Regions from separate parts of the Anas platyrhynchos genome. Here region 2 is linked to region 1. Evidence: chromatin contacts called from public Hi-C data. All regions are on one chromosome and are shown on one strand. Each heading gives the region's core, a stretch centred on a gene start, on an enhancer-like site or on the middle of the called end of the contact. The rest is flanking DNA. Distances are from core to core; before and after follow the strand shown. Region 1 overlaps LOC106014793 (a long non-coding RNA gene). Region 2 overlaps TBCD (tubulin folding cofactor D).

Region 1 (7,248 bases), core at 3,108-5,607:
TGCTGGGACCAGGGATGCTCTGGGGTTAAGGGCTCTGCAGGTAGCCCACCAGGCTGCCCCTGTTTGTGTGTGCTGCCTTGGTGGCAGGGAGCCACCAGGACCCGCTGGCTGTGGGATGTGGTGAATCCCAGCGCTGCCACTGCTATCTCCTCCTTGATCTCTTCTAAGTGCGCAGCCTGCCAGCTTTGTGAAGGAGCTTATCTTCCCAATTACCTGTGATCCTCTGCAATACAAGACACTTAATCAGCATCTCCTGACTTCTTGTCAGATTAATTACCACCAGGATATGTGTTTTCTGCTGTTTGCTGCTGAATCCGGTCATGGGAAAGTGAAGAGAGCACCCTGCACCTGGCAGGGGGCTGGCAGGAGGGTGGCTCTGGGGGTCTCCACGAGCAGCGCTGCTTCTGCGAGCCCATCCTGCAGCCCCGGGCTGGCCTGGGTTTTGCAGGGGACATTACTTGCTTGCAGTCTTATGTTTGGCCCTGCAGGACTCCTTCCCCTGCCCCTTTGTGCAGCTGCAGCCAGTGGTGCAAACCAACCGTGGGCACGTGAGTCAGTTCTGGGGTACACAACACAGCCAGGAGGGATGGGCAAAGATAGTCATGGAGTTGTCCAGGTTGGGAAAGACCTTCAAGATCACCAATTCCAAAGAATTTCCAATTTCCTTTTCCCACTCCACCCACTTAGAGAGGGGAAAGGGAGTGGGAAAAAGGCTTTTTGGGCTCCTGGAGAGTATCATGAGGTTTTTCAGCTTTGATTTGTGGGCAGAAATAGTTTTGTCAGCTGCTCTGTGGACAGCGTGGGCTGCTCTCACGTGCACGTGTCCTCCCTTGGATTCTCAGGCTGTGGCCACGCTCTGACAGCAAGCAGAGGTGTGGAAACCGAGCCTTGTATGGGGTGGTGTGCGTGCCCTCGAAGGGGTTTGGGTTGGCAGCACTTTGCGCAGCCAGAGTGCTGCTGGGCAGCCCATTCCCTCCTGTGCTGGGGTGTGTGGTATGCTCAGTGAGTGCTGCTCCACACATGGCGCCCGTTAGGGGTTCTGGCTGTGCAATTGAGCAGAGAAAATGGTTAAAAAAAATGAGGTTGCAGAGAGTAGGTGGCAGGACAGTGCTTCTGTCCTTCCCCCAATGCCCCCACCAGGAGCCTGACATGCCCTGGGCAGGCAGGAGCAGGGACTCTGTTCTGTGACTGTCAGGAGACTGAGGTCCCCCTGGGGGTGTCACTTTCCTTGGTGTTTTGTAAAGGCTGCTAGCTTTCACCTTTGTGTTTTGGTCGGGGTGAGAGCACCCTGGAGGTGCTGTGGGGTACTGTGGGGGCTGCAGCACCCACCTGTTGCTTGCTTCTGCTTGGCTGCAGGCCTGCCCAGGAGGATTTGTTGGGGAGAATGAACTGCAGCTCCCAAAAGACTTAAACCTGAAGTTGCTCTTCTTAAGGGGTAATGTCTCCCTTGCACAAGTCCACGGGGATATGTGCAGCACCAGCTCGCTCTGCATTGAGCTCAGGAGATGCCAGGCCAGGGAGCATGGCTGGGAGAGAGGTCACCATGGGTCTGTTCATGTCAGGGGAAAAAAAAAAAAAAAGCAAAAACAAAACAGATAAAATCTGAGATGTTTTCCCAGAAATCTCCTTATCTCTTCCCCCTCTCCCTGACAGAGGCTGCAGAGCAGAAGTGTGTTTGGAGCCCGCCGGGCTTTTCCCATGGAGCGCTTGGCTTGTTAAAATCTTTGACATCAGGGTTCTTTATTACCTGCAATAAAATGCCTCTGCTAATCTTTAACATGCAGCGTGCGAGGGGAAAAGGATTGCATTAAAAACCTGTTTATGGGAGTGTTACTAAGACTTGTAGAAAGGAGTAAAAGTGAATGATGGCTGAAGAGAGCCTGCCGCTGGGGCAGCGGAGGCACTGCCCTGCCAGAGGCGCTGGCAAAGCAGCACAAAGGGCTTGGTCCACACCTAACCATGGAGTGCAGGAAAAGTCCGGCACCTCGCTCCCTCCCCACCTTTGATTTGCAGTGATTTCCAGGCCTGTTGTTTGTTTATCACCCCAGTGTTAATTCAAAGGATTCACCTTTGTGTTTTGGCTGTTAATTCAGTGTTAATCCTCCAGCAGAGCGCCTACAAACACGCCTGTGTCTTGACACTGCTTGGGCACGTGGTGTGAGTGCGGGGCTGCGCGGGGCCCGCAGCTCAAACCCCACAGCAGCTTCCCTCTTTGAGGTAGTTTGGACAGCATTTGGGTATTAAAATATAGCCCTTTCTGCAGCAGTTAGTATTTTTTTTATAAGGCTGTCATTTACTGTGATATCTTAGTGCCTTGTGGTTTTTGGTATTTTTATTCTCCCGTTTATTTTCTGCCATTCCCCCTCAGCGCAGCGGGGAGCTGGGCTCTGCGGCTGGGACCCAGGCCGGCAGCGCCCTGCCTGCTGCTCCAGCAGCCTAACAGAAACCGTTCAGCCCTTCAGAAGTGTAATTGGGTTTCAGTCTTGTTCGAGACAAGGTTTGGGAGTGTCTGAGCTGTAATCGCACTGACATGCCTGTTCCCAGAACTCAGCTATTAGATTTCAGACAACGGAGAGGAACAGCATCAGGTGTCGAGTATTTTCTGCTGCTCCTACTCCACAATCTATTTTTAATATCATTTTTATTGCGTTCAAGATAAACAGAGAGTGGATGAGTTCCCATGGGAATTGGTCTATCCACCACTCACGCCGGTTTAGTTGAGGGGAAAGTACAGTCACGCGAGAGCTTCCAATGTCTTTGGTGCAAGATCCCCCCTCTTTTTATGATTTCATTATATTTACCAACTCCAGTTCACGGTAAGGCAGGAAGTGGCTGGTGCCTTGCCCCATGGTGGAGGGAGGGCAAAGGGACATTCCCCTTTGCCACCTGCCTGTGTGGGGTCCCAGAGCAGGACACGGCAAACCAACAGGTCCCTGCTACCCCCAGCTTGTGCCCAGCTCTGCTCCAGTCTGGAGAGGGTGCTCGATGTGCCCACAGCAGCAGGTTTTTGTAGCACTGCCCTGACTGCAGGGATGTGTTTGGCCAGGGAGGCTGTCAGGAGGCTGTCTGTGACCCTAAGGAAACATTCATCCATGATGGGGGGGAATTTGGTGGCAAACCCCGCAAACGGCAGTGTAAGGAGTAGGAAGGAGATGTGGGAAAGAGCTGATGGGTTCAAAAGAGGGATCTGAAGCATCGCCAGCAACTGCACTCAAGAAAATATCTGGAGTGTTCGGGAGGTGGGGCTGGTGTCATGTGGGGAGCTGGGCTGTGGCAGATGGAGCCAGAGGGGACATCTGCCCCTGGGAGTTACGGACTTAGGTCTGGAAGAATTTCTTGCTTTTATGCTGGAAGCTGAGACCTCAGAGCAAGGACCCTGCCAGATGAGGCCTGGAGAGAAACATTCCTCTTTGCGGTTGCATTTTTGGGAAGCCAAAAGTCAGAGTGAGCTCCTTCAAAGACAGCCCTGACAGCCCTGCTCTGCAGATGGGCTGTGTGGCACCAGCTCCGATCCTTCTCCCTTTCAGTAGTGCAAACCAGGCCTGTGCTGCTCAGATCTGCAGGGCTCCTTGCAAACCACACACAGCAGCTGGAGGGAATCGGTAGGTGAGGGAGCAGAAGCAGGGTTAGGATCTGTTGGCACGGGTGTTAACAAGGCACTTAGCACAGCCCTGGAGGATGGGGCTTTGGTTTGGAGAGCCCAGGGCCTCGCAGGGTGCTGGGGAGAGCTTCTTGTCCCCTGCGTCCCTGCTGGGGTGGTGGAGGTGACACAGCTCCTGGTCTTCAAGGGATGAGTGGGGCAGCACTGGGACACTTTTAATGGGAAGCCATCACCGGAGGCATGGCATGGGCTGGGCTGCTGAGCTGACCCATGCTCGTACGGACGCCCAGCCCTGCACCATGTGTGTCTTATTGCAGGTGGACAATGTGTCACACCTCCCCGTGGCCTAGCAGTGACAGGTTGGGCTGGGTCCCCTCCTGGGGAGCTGCCCTGCTCCATCCTGCACCCCAGCTAATTAATGCCCTGCAGAGGAGCTTGGCCACAAACCTGCTGAGCAGGAAAGGCTGACACCTCTATCTGCTGGAAATCTGCTCACACCCCTTGGCCAGAGGCTTGGGCAGGGCTGGAGGAGATTAGCAGACGCAGCAGTGATGCCACAAGGAGGGACACCACGGGCAGTCCTTGCCCTTGTTGTCACTGGGTGGTGACAGACCTCCTGCAGGAGGAGCTCCCAAACATCTGCCTAACCGCAGCACCAGTCCCTGCGTGCCGGAACACCACGGAGGATCTTGAATTTGGGTTCCTCCTTGTCCCTCACCACAACTAGGAGCTGGTGGAGGTGGGTCCATGCTCTCCAGGGATGTGCCCAGCTCCTGGGGTCCCTGTGCCACCGTGGCCCCACCAGCACCAAGGCTTTGTGCTTCCCAACCACCGCTGCCCTGCATGGGCCTAGCCACCAACTTCAGCCTGCAAACCCTGTGTACGGGTGCTGGCAGCTCTCCAGGGCAAGGCACAGAGGAGAAGCAGAAATATTTCCCCCTGCACATCCCAAGGAAAAGTCGGGATCTGCAGCCTGAAGCAGGGCAGGGTGGCAATGTCCCAGCCGGGCCCCACCTGGACGTGTTTGGGGGCTGTCGTCCCGCGGGGCCTCCCGGGCGGCGAGGTGGTGAATGCCTCCTTTGACACCAAGAACTAGACCGAAACTATGTCAACGGGGAGAGCGGGGCGGCTGTTCCTGTTTTTCCTGTTGGAGGCTTTGAACTGTGTCCTGCCGGGTCAGCATGTGGGGAGACACCTCGGGCTCGGACGGGGAGGGTCTGAAACCCTAGACCCTGGGAAAGGGGAGATCGACCGCCTGGGAGAAGTATCGGTGCAGAGCCCATCCATCCCCGGGGGATTAGATGGGAGGAGGAGGGATCTGGGGCCGAGTAGTGGCCCATGTCTTCTGGAGTGAAGGTTGAAGGAGGAGAGCAAAGTCGATGTTGGGGTGCTCTGTCTCTAAAAGGCTGGCTCTTCCCTAAATGCAATCCAAGTTTTGGGTGGAAATGTGGTCTAGAAAGAAAACCACAAAGTCCCCAAAGCACTGGGGCCCCCTGGTTGCACCTCACCTCAGTGTTTAGAAACCCCACAATGGTGCTCCAGGGCTTGCTGTAAGCTAGCTGTTTGCCGGGCAGGTGGCCCGAAGTCAAGAGCAAAGAGCATCGCTCCACATCGGTGTGGTGTGAGGGCGGATTTTGGGGGCAGGCATTTTCCTGGGGCTCAGTGATTTCCTGCTCTTGTACAAAAAGGTCAGCACAGAGCCCAACCCTTTCAGATCTCAGCCCAAAAACTGGGTAAAAGCTGCCAGGAGGGTAACAGCCCAGCTTGGGCAGGGCAGCAAAGTTGGGGGCTCGCCTGCCCCACAGATCTGTGCCTTGTGCTGCACAGGCTGCACTCTGGTTTTATTACTGCAGCACTAAAGGCACAGAAGGCAATAGCATGGGACCTTTTCTCCTGATACAGGGAAAGGTGACTTGTGCTCCAGAGGCTGTTATGTGGCAGGTGGAGTGCGGGCAGGCTGTACCTGCAGGCCAGGTTCACCTTGCGCAAGCCCCAAGTCCCAAAGTGCCACCAGGAGCAGGGCTGGAAGCTTTCATCAGCCCGAGCAGAGGAGCTGGGCCAGTAGCATACATCCCCAAAATCCCCCCCCAAGAAGTGCACATGCAAAATAAATGCTGTTCAGCTGCTCTGTGAGTGTCCAAGGGGGTTCTGCTGGCACAGATGGGTCAGGCCAAGCTTGCACCTTGCCCTGTTCAGGATGTCCAGAGAGCCTCCAGTCTCTGAGAGGTATTTCCCCGTTGCCCTCTGGTTATTGCCGCAGAAAATGGGTTTATTGGAGTCAGTTTGTACAAAAGTGAGTTTTAGCAGCACGGTAGAAATCACTGTCAGGTTTATGCTCGGGTACAAAGCTCCTCTGCATCATTTTTATTATTTTGCTGACATCTAGTGTCTGAAAAGCTGCAACGCAGGATACCGAGGTTTGGATATGGGACATTCTGGAATGTTTCTTGCCCTGTTTGCAGACAAACAGGCACCAGCACCTTCCTCCTGTTCCTCTGCAGAGCCCTGGGGTGCGGGCTGAGCTCGGTGGGGGCTGGAGCATCCCATTTGGGGGATCTGACCCCACCTGGGTGTGCAGCAAAAAACAGGGTTTGCCAGAGCAGGTCTGTGGGCTTTGGTGACTGCAGCAGAAAGTGACTTTGGAAATGCACTGTTCCTTCAGGCCTATAATGAGGGGAAAATAGCGCTGGAGCTGGGGACATCTCACCATTTCCCGCAGGATAACTGGTGACACCTCCTGCTGTCCCCTCCTCTCACCCTGCTTGCTCCCTTCTTGGAGCTGGGGGGCTGAGGGCAGCCCCATTGCCAGACCCTGGCACACAAATCCCAGTGGAGAACTTGTGTTTTGGGGGATTTTCAACTTCAGCAGCAGGGGAAATAGCAGTCCCAGAACAAGCACAGAACTAAGGGAAAGCTGCTGGGGGCAGAGACCTGGATGCTGGGAGAAGCTGGCCACCAGCAAGGGGGGGCTGCAGCCTGGTGCCAATGGATATTTTCAGGCAGAGATGCTGGAAATTAATCCCAGTTGGAATGGGAGAATGCGTTTGCAGTGGGGTGTTATACTGCTCCAAGCCTAGTGCCCCCTGATTTGATGGGCATGGAGGTGCCGGAGGGAATAAGGAACCCTGGGTACGTGTCCTCTCCTCCAGGCTCCATGGGGCAGCTGTGTGGGGTGGGAGGGCAGTGGCAGTTCCTTTGTGGGGTGCTCTCCCCTTTATCCTGCTTCTGGTCTGAGCTGCTGGTCAGATCCCCAGAGGTCACCTCCGAGCAGGACGTTCCCTTGTTAGAACAACCTGTTTTTAATGCCTGCTGATGAGCAATGCTTATTAATGTTAACTTATGCCCTGCCCTAATGTCTTTGCCCTCTGGCTCAATGAGTGAGTGTATTTGGGGTGCTGGCAATGTCCCATGTGTGACTCCATCTCCTGATGCTGCTCAGCTGGAAGAGGCTCCGTGGGGGCACAGTGGAGGTGACCCATTTGGGGGTGACAGATGACACTGACTGGCAGTGGACCACCACATTGCTTTCTGTTCATCCCCCTCCTTGGTAGTTTTTTGTTTGTTTGTTTGTTTTCTTTTTGTTTGACGTGACAGCAGCCCAGTTTTGGCACTTGGGGCTGGTACTGCTCCTTCAGCAACTCACCCAA
Region 2 (7,248 bases), core at 2,645-5,144, 270 kb before region 1:
TGACACATTGCGTGTTGGTTCATTTGGTAGTTACCTGCACTGAGAAGGTCTTGTAACTTCTGTTACATGTTGTGGACTATGTTGTTTAGATACTAGACAAAAAATTATGTTCTACTTTTAATTTTGTTTTCAGGACCCTGCAAGTTTAAACCAAGCATGTTGTTAATTATTTTTTTTTTGTTTTTTTTTTTTTTGTTTTTTTTTTTTTTCCTTTTGGCTGCAACAGAACGGCCCCTTCTCAGCCAAGGAGGATGATTTAGCCAACATACAGAAGTTACTGAGCAACCCTCTTCTGTGTAAATTAGAGTTCTAATTTAAACGTATGTAGGTAGATAGGAAGTTTCTTTCTTTGCTTCTAATTAAAAGTAGTGTATATGTGTATGCCAAGAAGTTTATTTACATTGTTAAATTGTTTTTCTTTCATCAGGGTGTCTGTACCTCTCCTGACAATGCTGGACCAAATGCTGGCAAACGGCTGTTTCGATATATTTACCATGCAAGGGAAGTAAGTTGCTGAAAGTCTTTTTTGTTTATTTTTCACTGTGCAACAGGCCTCTTAAATCTTACGCTGACTGCTGCTGAATGCTGTTTGTAGATGTGAGTGCATGGAGGTCTAAGTGTTTGTGTATATGGATAAAAAACTTATATTTTCCTGAAGTATGACAGTTGTGATAAATTTTGGACCAGATAGCCTTGAAAAGGTCTTGATAAAATCTGTGACTTTCAAATCAGTGTAGAAGTTAGTTACTGGTTCACTGTTTAATGACCAGTAAATTAATCAAATTCAATTTGTCTGTTTTACCTGGCAGACTTGGGCCAGTATCAGATCCATTTAGCTTCTTTCCTTTACCAGCTTCCTAAATATGTGCTTGTTGGAGTATATTCTTCATTGTACTGTGAGCCTTTAGCAATGGCAATATCATGTTATGGTGCTGCAAAATAACATGCCTACAAGCTATTGCTTCCAAAATCTTACTGCTTTTGTTAATGTGAATATCTCCAAAGAAGTTAATTAAGATTCTCGTAAGAATAATAAAAAAGGCATGTCCCAGCTTTTCCACACCAAGTTCTGTCTCCTGGAAATTATTTAGATTAGGAATGGATAAATATGAATAAGGTACTCCAGTGTGAAATCATGTTTTTTTGCAGATGTTTCAGAAGAGAATGATTTTAATTTCAGTAATATTAAAATCTATTCTACAGGCTCTCATAAGCATCTTGGCACAGCTACAGATATTTGCAGTACTATACAAAATGTATCCTACCAGCATGTATACTGGATTTGGAATCTGTTGATTCAAGAATTACTCACAACAGATACATTTGAAAAGATTTTCTCGTTCCAGAAGTTTTAGTTGAATCTACTTTTGTTTTCAAGTGTGTATTTAGATAATTAATCCCCTTTTTAATAAAGCAGTCCATTTTTCAATAACAATTTAAAATTCATCAAAAAGAGAACAAGCATTTCTTTTTGGTTTGGTAATCATGGCAGTGATCTGGAACACGTCAACTCCAGTCTTCCCCACTGAGGAAGTTGATAGGTTATGGGTGTAAATCGCAGGTAATGTCTGTCCCCCACATGGGTCACTAAACAGAAAGCGTGTGGTAGGATTATTGCATAGCCATTTGCTGTGTAAGCGAGACTCAAATTCAGTCCTGTGGTGCCATTGTAATGCTTTATTAAAAAGGTCTGAAATAAAATCCAGGGGGATTATGGGGAGCAGGGGGTGGTTTTGAAGTTGATCCAAATGAATTTGATTCCAGTTTAATGATGAAACCAACAAAAAAAAAAAGTAAAAAATTATTTGTTACAGCCCAGTGGATCATTCTAATGGAAAGGGAATGAAATACTGTAATGAAGGGTAGGAAGTGGAGGAACTAATTATCATACTGAAGCTCTGGAAGGCCGACTCTAGAAAATTTGGAGACAGTAAGACAGTAAGAAAGAGAATTTAGTTCTTGCATCTGGCAGTTTTTGCTAATATCTAGGTTACCTTGTGGTTGAGAGGGTGTAATCGTGCTCTGTGTGTGCTCTGCTGAGAGCCAAGCGTGCCTGGGTTTTGCTGTGCTCTAAGAGCCTGCATGCAGATCAGCTCTGTGGTACGTTATTTAGCTGGGTGAGCCCAAAATTGTCTTCAGTGCAACGTCTGCATTTTCTTACTTAGGCATATGGCGTTTGGCTATGGTTAAGGGATGGATCCTGGCTCTGAGGCCTGCCTGAACTGTTGGCTGACACCTAATTCTCTTTGCATAGAAGAATATGGAAAAGCGTTGACTCTTGGGTCTGGTTTCTTGAGTGGGACTGGTTACCCCCTTTTCCTAAGAACCACGTCATAAAAATGTAGAAATACAATGCAAAATGAGACTGAAACTGTTGTGTGGCATGAAAGGACATGTGTACATGCCGTTTCAAATACTTTCATATGAAGTGTGCCTATAGGAAGAGGGATTGAGTGCGTGGTTGTTTCTCGGAGTCTGACTTCTGGTGAGCAAATTTCACCCTGCTTCAGTTCTGCAGTACACTTCTTGCCTGTCATGCAGCAAATGAAAAACTTCTCTGAGAAGCTGGGAATGAAACATTAGCAGTCCTTGGGGTGTTTGGCTCCCATTTTTTTCCTCCCCCTCATGTTTTCCCACACTACACTGAGTCTAGGTTTAGCAAGAGAACTTAGGTTGTAGGATGTCCGGCACCAGCACTATGCCTGTACCCAGCTGCTTCATAGTTAGCTGTCACTTCATAAAAAGAAGTATTTGCAAATGCATTTTGAGGTTAAAAATAGATACTGTGCAGTATACTGGGACTTTTTTTTTTAATATAATAAAACATTAGCAATCCAGAACAAGTAATACCCTACATGGCTTAATTGCAACAGGATTAATGGCTGTTGGCTGAATTAGTTTGACGTTAATTAGGAGCTCAGTGCTCCTGTTAGAGCAAAGGGCCACATGGTGTCACTCCTGTCTCACAGAGGTGCAACTTGCAGTCTAGTTTCCTGCCCCTTCAAGCTGTAGCTGATGCACATCGTTAGGATCGTTTCGATGCACAGCGTTACGTTTCTGACATAGTTCTGTAGGTGAATATTGGTGTTTGTGAAGCTCGCAGTGTTGCTGTTCTCTCAGCAGTCTGTGTACAGCGGCGGAGTGCGTGGTGTTGCTCCTCTGTTTGAAGTCCTTGTGTTTAAGGCAATCTGCAGTTGTCATGCTGGGCTCATTGCTCTGTCAGGGCCCTGCTGAACCTGCCAGCAGGTTCATTTATTGGAGTAAATACCTAGCACCCAGGTAATCAAAAGGCTTTCAGAAGCAGCCTTTGTTGTGTTTGGCTTAGTTTGAGGCTGTACTAGGAAAAGTTCTGTCTGCCATTTTTCAGGCTGTTACTTCCCACTCATCCTTACCTGGCATAAACCTGCCCATCGAGCCTTGGAGTTTTCCTCTCCCTGGAACTAGCAGCAGTGTTTTGTGTTGCTGCATCATGAATGGCATTAGGGAGCTGCTCCAGGTTAAAAATGCCCTTCCTCCAGTAAATTTCAGCTTGCAGTAGTTCCTCGATCTGTTCTGCTGCATGCTTACGAATTGTGCCAAAATTAGGAAAGTGGTGAGGGGGAGGGAAACCATTTCTTTTGGCAGCAGTGCAAGTGTATATAGCCCTACTGTGTGTGTGAAACTGCAGGCATTCACCTGCTACTCCTCCTTGCGCAGTGTGCCCTCCCTGCCCAGACAGAGCAGTGGTTTTCAGTTGAAAAGCAGTTTCTTCTGTAACTATGTTTCAGCTGAAATAATATTTTCTTGTGATACTACATTTCAACATTCCCAGACTTTTTCTCTGTGATTGCACAACCTGAAAACTCATAATTTCATCTCAGTGTGCACTGCAAATTTGGGAATCCGTGCTCATAGTAGTGTGAGCAGCATTAGCTGCTTGCAGTGACCACTGCAGGCACAGGGCAGCATACGTGAACCACAGCTGTCATCAACATCACCAATCAGCAACATCAATCATCAACTCACCAGTGGCCACTCTGAAAACACAGTGGTAACTGTCAGCTCCCTGCTGGTAGTAGGACAAGGGGCAGGGAGAGTAAATGGGGGCGAACTAAAGCCACTGGCAGAACTGGCACTGAAGCATTATTTTCTGGTTATGGCTCCGGTAGCTGCAGGAGACGTTCTGCTGGCCTCAGCAGTGAATGATCATGACAGAAGTTCAGTCTGCCAAGAGCCTGGGTATATTGCTGGTTCCTTGGAAAGTACTGTAAGATCAGTGTCATAGTACTCATTGCCCTGTAAATGTGAACGGAATAGCCTTTGAATGATAATTCAGGACCTGATGCTCTCCGGAACAAATACAAGTGACGTTTCTTACCTGTCCATAATCTGTGCATTCCGCAGCAGAGGTCATGCACTGTGGATGCAGTGTCTTGCTGGTGGTCTTACAAAGCACTGTAAGATGGTATGTCCCTGCTGATCTCAGATGAATGATATGTTATATGCTTCTGTGGATTTTTTTTTTAAAGTAGTTACGCTATTACTGCCTAATAAACTGTAGCATGAAAGAGCATGGCAGTGGCTGTCCTCTGGTTTTATGGCCACCCAGGTGATGTCAGCTGAACTGTTCAAACTGAGTTCACCTCAAGGAGGAAAAAAAAACCGTACGTTTTTGCAGTACCACGTGTGCCCAATTTACATAATGTAAAGACTTTAGACTGATCCCTTTTCCCCAGATGCTGACTCTGTTTCTGCTGGCACTGTGCCCACACAGGAGAAGGAATTTTCTCAATTTCCTTTAAAGAGGCCAAGCTATTTGAGTCATTTGAGATCACACGTAGGTTAGGTTTAGTTATTACAAATGTGAAATTGGCAAATGACAGAAAGGAAAGTGCATCTGTTTTAAACACAAAATGCTGCACTTAAGGTTATGTGTACCAAATTTATTCCAGATGCTCTTGTTCCAATTGGTCTCTTTGTTGCTATTCTCCTCAGTGATGTCTGTGTTGTTGAACCAATTTAAAATCTCACCTAATTCACTGTGTCGCTGTTGTCCTGTGCTGAAAGGCAGGCATGTATTACAGGTATTGTAATTAGTTGTCTACAAAATGTCTTTGTGTAATCATGGGGGAGTGGAAGGAAGGGAAATGTCACCAAGGTAAGAAAAAAATAGACCTTCCCTTCAGAAAGGGGACACTCTCGCCATCATCCACCTGGGCAAACCACGTCCTCAGACACATGCAGTCTCATTCGTGTATATGTCTTTCTCATGTGCACGTGAGAATATGCATATGTGTCTCATATGCACGTGCTTTCTGCACTTCTCATACTCTAAAATCTGGAAACAGTGCTGACATGGCTGCAGGCAGTGGATGGCGAGGAATTTGCTCTTTCAGCATCTGATGGGAATATTTTAAATCAGCCCTCCTGAGACTCTGCTTCTGGAAGCCATGATCAGCTCTGAAAATCTCTTATGATACCTCATCATCAACTTTGAAAGTGTGGCAACTTTACTTGTTTAGTGTGTTTTGTTTTGTTGTGTTTTTTTTTCAGTGATACTGAGACAGCAGTAGAGACAGCATTCTTTAGACTAATAGATTAACGACTTGGTTAAAAAATGGAACAACAAACCAGCATTTGCCAGGATATGCCTTTTTTTTTTAGTCTAGTAAAAACAAAACAAAAACTCTCTTGTCTGGAAAACTACGTATAATAAGGTGCATTAACTTGACAAAACATTTTGTCCTGTAACCATCTTAATTCATTTTAAATGTTGTATTTTTCAACAGATTACGTGACAGTTTTTTTCCAATAATTTATATCCACAGTTTTGAATCACAGTAGCAGAAAATAAATGTTAGGATTTCTGCTTTCTGTTTTTCATACACAATACAGTGAAATTTCCAAAATACGCATTCTAGAAGTAATTGTGTGCACTAGACAGATATAAAATAGTTTCTTCTGCATCTATGGCACTTCAGCTTTGAGTGTAATGAGTAAAAGATTAAATAATTTGTTCTGAAATAAAAGTAACATTCCCTCTTTACTAGATCCTTGAAATATCATAACAATACTTGTGTTTGTATGAGTATCTGGGAAAGCTGTAAGAATGGTATTTCCCAGACTGTAGAAAAAGAAGAATTTGCTCAATATATTTAAAGATGGCTTCATGACTTGTACACTTAACAGAACTGTAAGCGCTGGGTTTAATTATGTTGTCTGGCATCACTAAGGAATCCAGGCTGTGAGATGGTAGAGTATGTAAGAACAGTGTCTATCCCCTTTTGTGCCAAGTTTGATTGAAGGCCTTATGGAACTACCAAGGCACTACAATGTTCCGTAAACTGAATAATTTTTATTTGGTTATAGAATGTTGTAATTCCTGGCATAGTATTTCGGATTGTACCATACTTTGCTGTAAATGCAAGCTGTGGCTAGCTGATTACCATGCAGATACTGACTCACTTTGGATAAAGGTAGTTCACTCCTCAGCACACAGGTAGTAGGAATACCAACAATTAATACTAATTTCTTCCCTTCCATAAAAAATTAAAATAATGTTCACAAGTGGTAGCCAAAGTAGCCCGTGTCTTTACCAAAAGTCCACCTAAAGCAGGGTGTGCTGCTCTGGAAAAAGTATTCACAAACAGTTCTGGGTAGTATCTTTCCTCTCTTTTGAATGTTAATTTGGCATCTTTACAATCATCAAATGTGTTTAAAATTCTGCTTAAATCTATTTCATATCCTTTTTTTTCCTTCCCATTTCCAGCCATCCATTTCCAGTGAAGCTATTTAACCTTTGTAAAGAAGAGATCAAAAGATCCAAAGACATCCGGAAACTTCGCTCTAGCATAGGAGTGTGAGTTGATGAAATAAACAAAGAAAGTAATCTTTTGTCTGTTTGTAAGGAGTGAAGAAAATTTAACTACAGAACATACTAAGTCTATTTGATGTGAAACATAAATGAAAAATGCACGCAGATACATGTAACATAAGGTTGTGTGAGTTTTATGTGTATCTTCTGTGTGGTTGAGGTGAAAACGTGAAAGATCTGAAAAAAAATTAATTTTGAACTGTTGTTGACAAATAACTAATTTTGAACTGTTACTGACATTCTTAAAGATGCATTCAGTCATTTGCTTTTTGCTTGCAGAGCTTGACTCACACATACAGACAGTAAAAAATATATGTAATTGAGTAAACCTTAACAGTTACACTAGAAATAGTTTAAAACACCAGCAAAATTATTATCTATTTTAGGAAAGAAAA

What was found. Hi-C and Micro-C count contacts between places; a contact is called where the count stands out from the background.
Region 2: a Hi-C map of liver shows a contact between it and region 1, with 4 times the contacts expected there. The contact joins two enhancer-like sites. A contact is called at or near these places in 7 of 8 Hi-C or Micro-C datasets (F1 follicle, F5 follicle, liver and 3 more).

The regions. Positions count from the first base shown.
Region 1 is chr19:6,803,745-6,810,992 of IASCAAS_PekinDuck_T2T, reverse strand. The region is part of intron 1 of LOC106014793 (a long non-coding RNA gene); the gene reads left to right. Among named protein-coding and RNA genes, the nearest start is that of TRNAR-CCG, 11 kb to the right of the region's middle. Within about 2 kb of position 4,357, at least 1 of the 8 cell types and tissues checked has an H3K27ac peak or open chromatin away from gene starts, as enhancers often do.
Region 2 is chr19:7,070,932-7,078,179 of IASCAAS_PekinDuck_T2T, reverse strand. TBCD (tubulin folding cofactor D) reads left to right here. Exons shown (of 40, transcript XM_038165607.2): 35 at 428-505; 36 at 6,749-6,838. Among named protein-coding and RNA genes, the nearest start is that of ZNF750, 75 kb to the left of the region's middle. Within about 2 kb of position 3,894, at least 1 of the 8 cell types and tissues checked has an H3K27ac peak or open chromatin away from gene starts, as enhancers often do.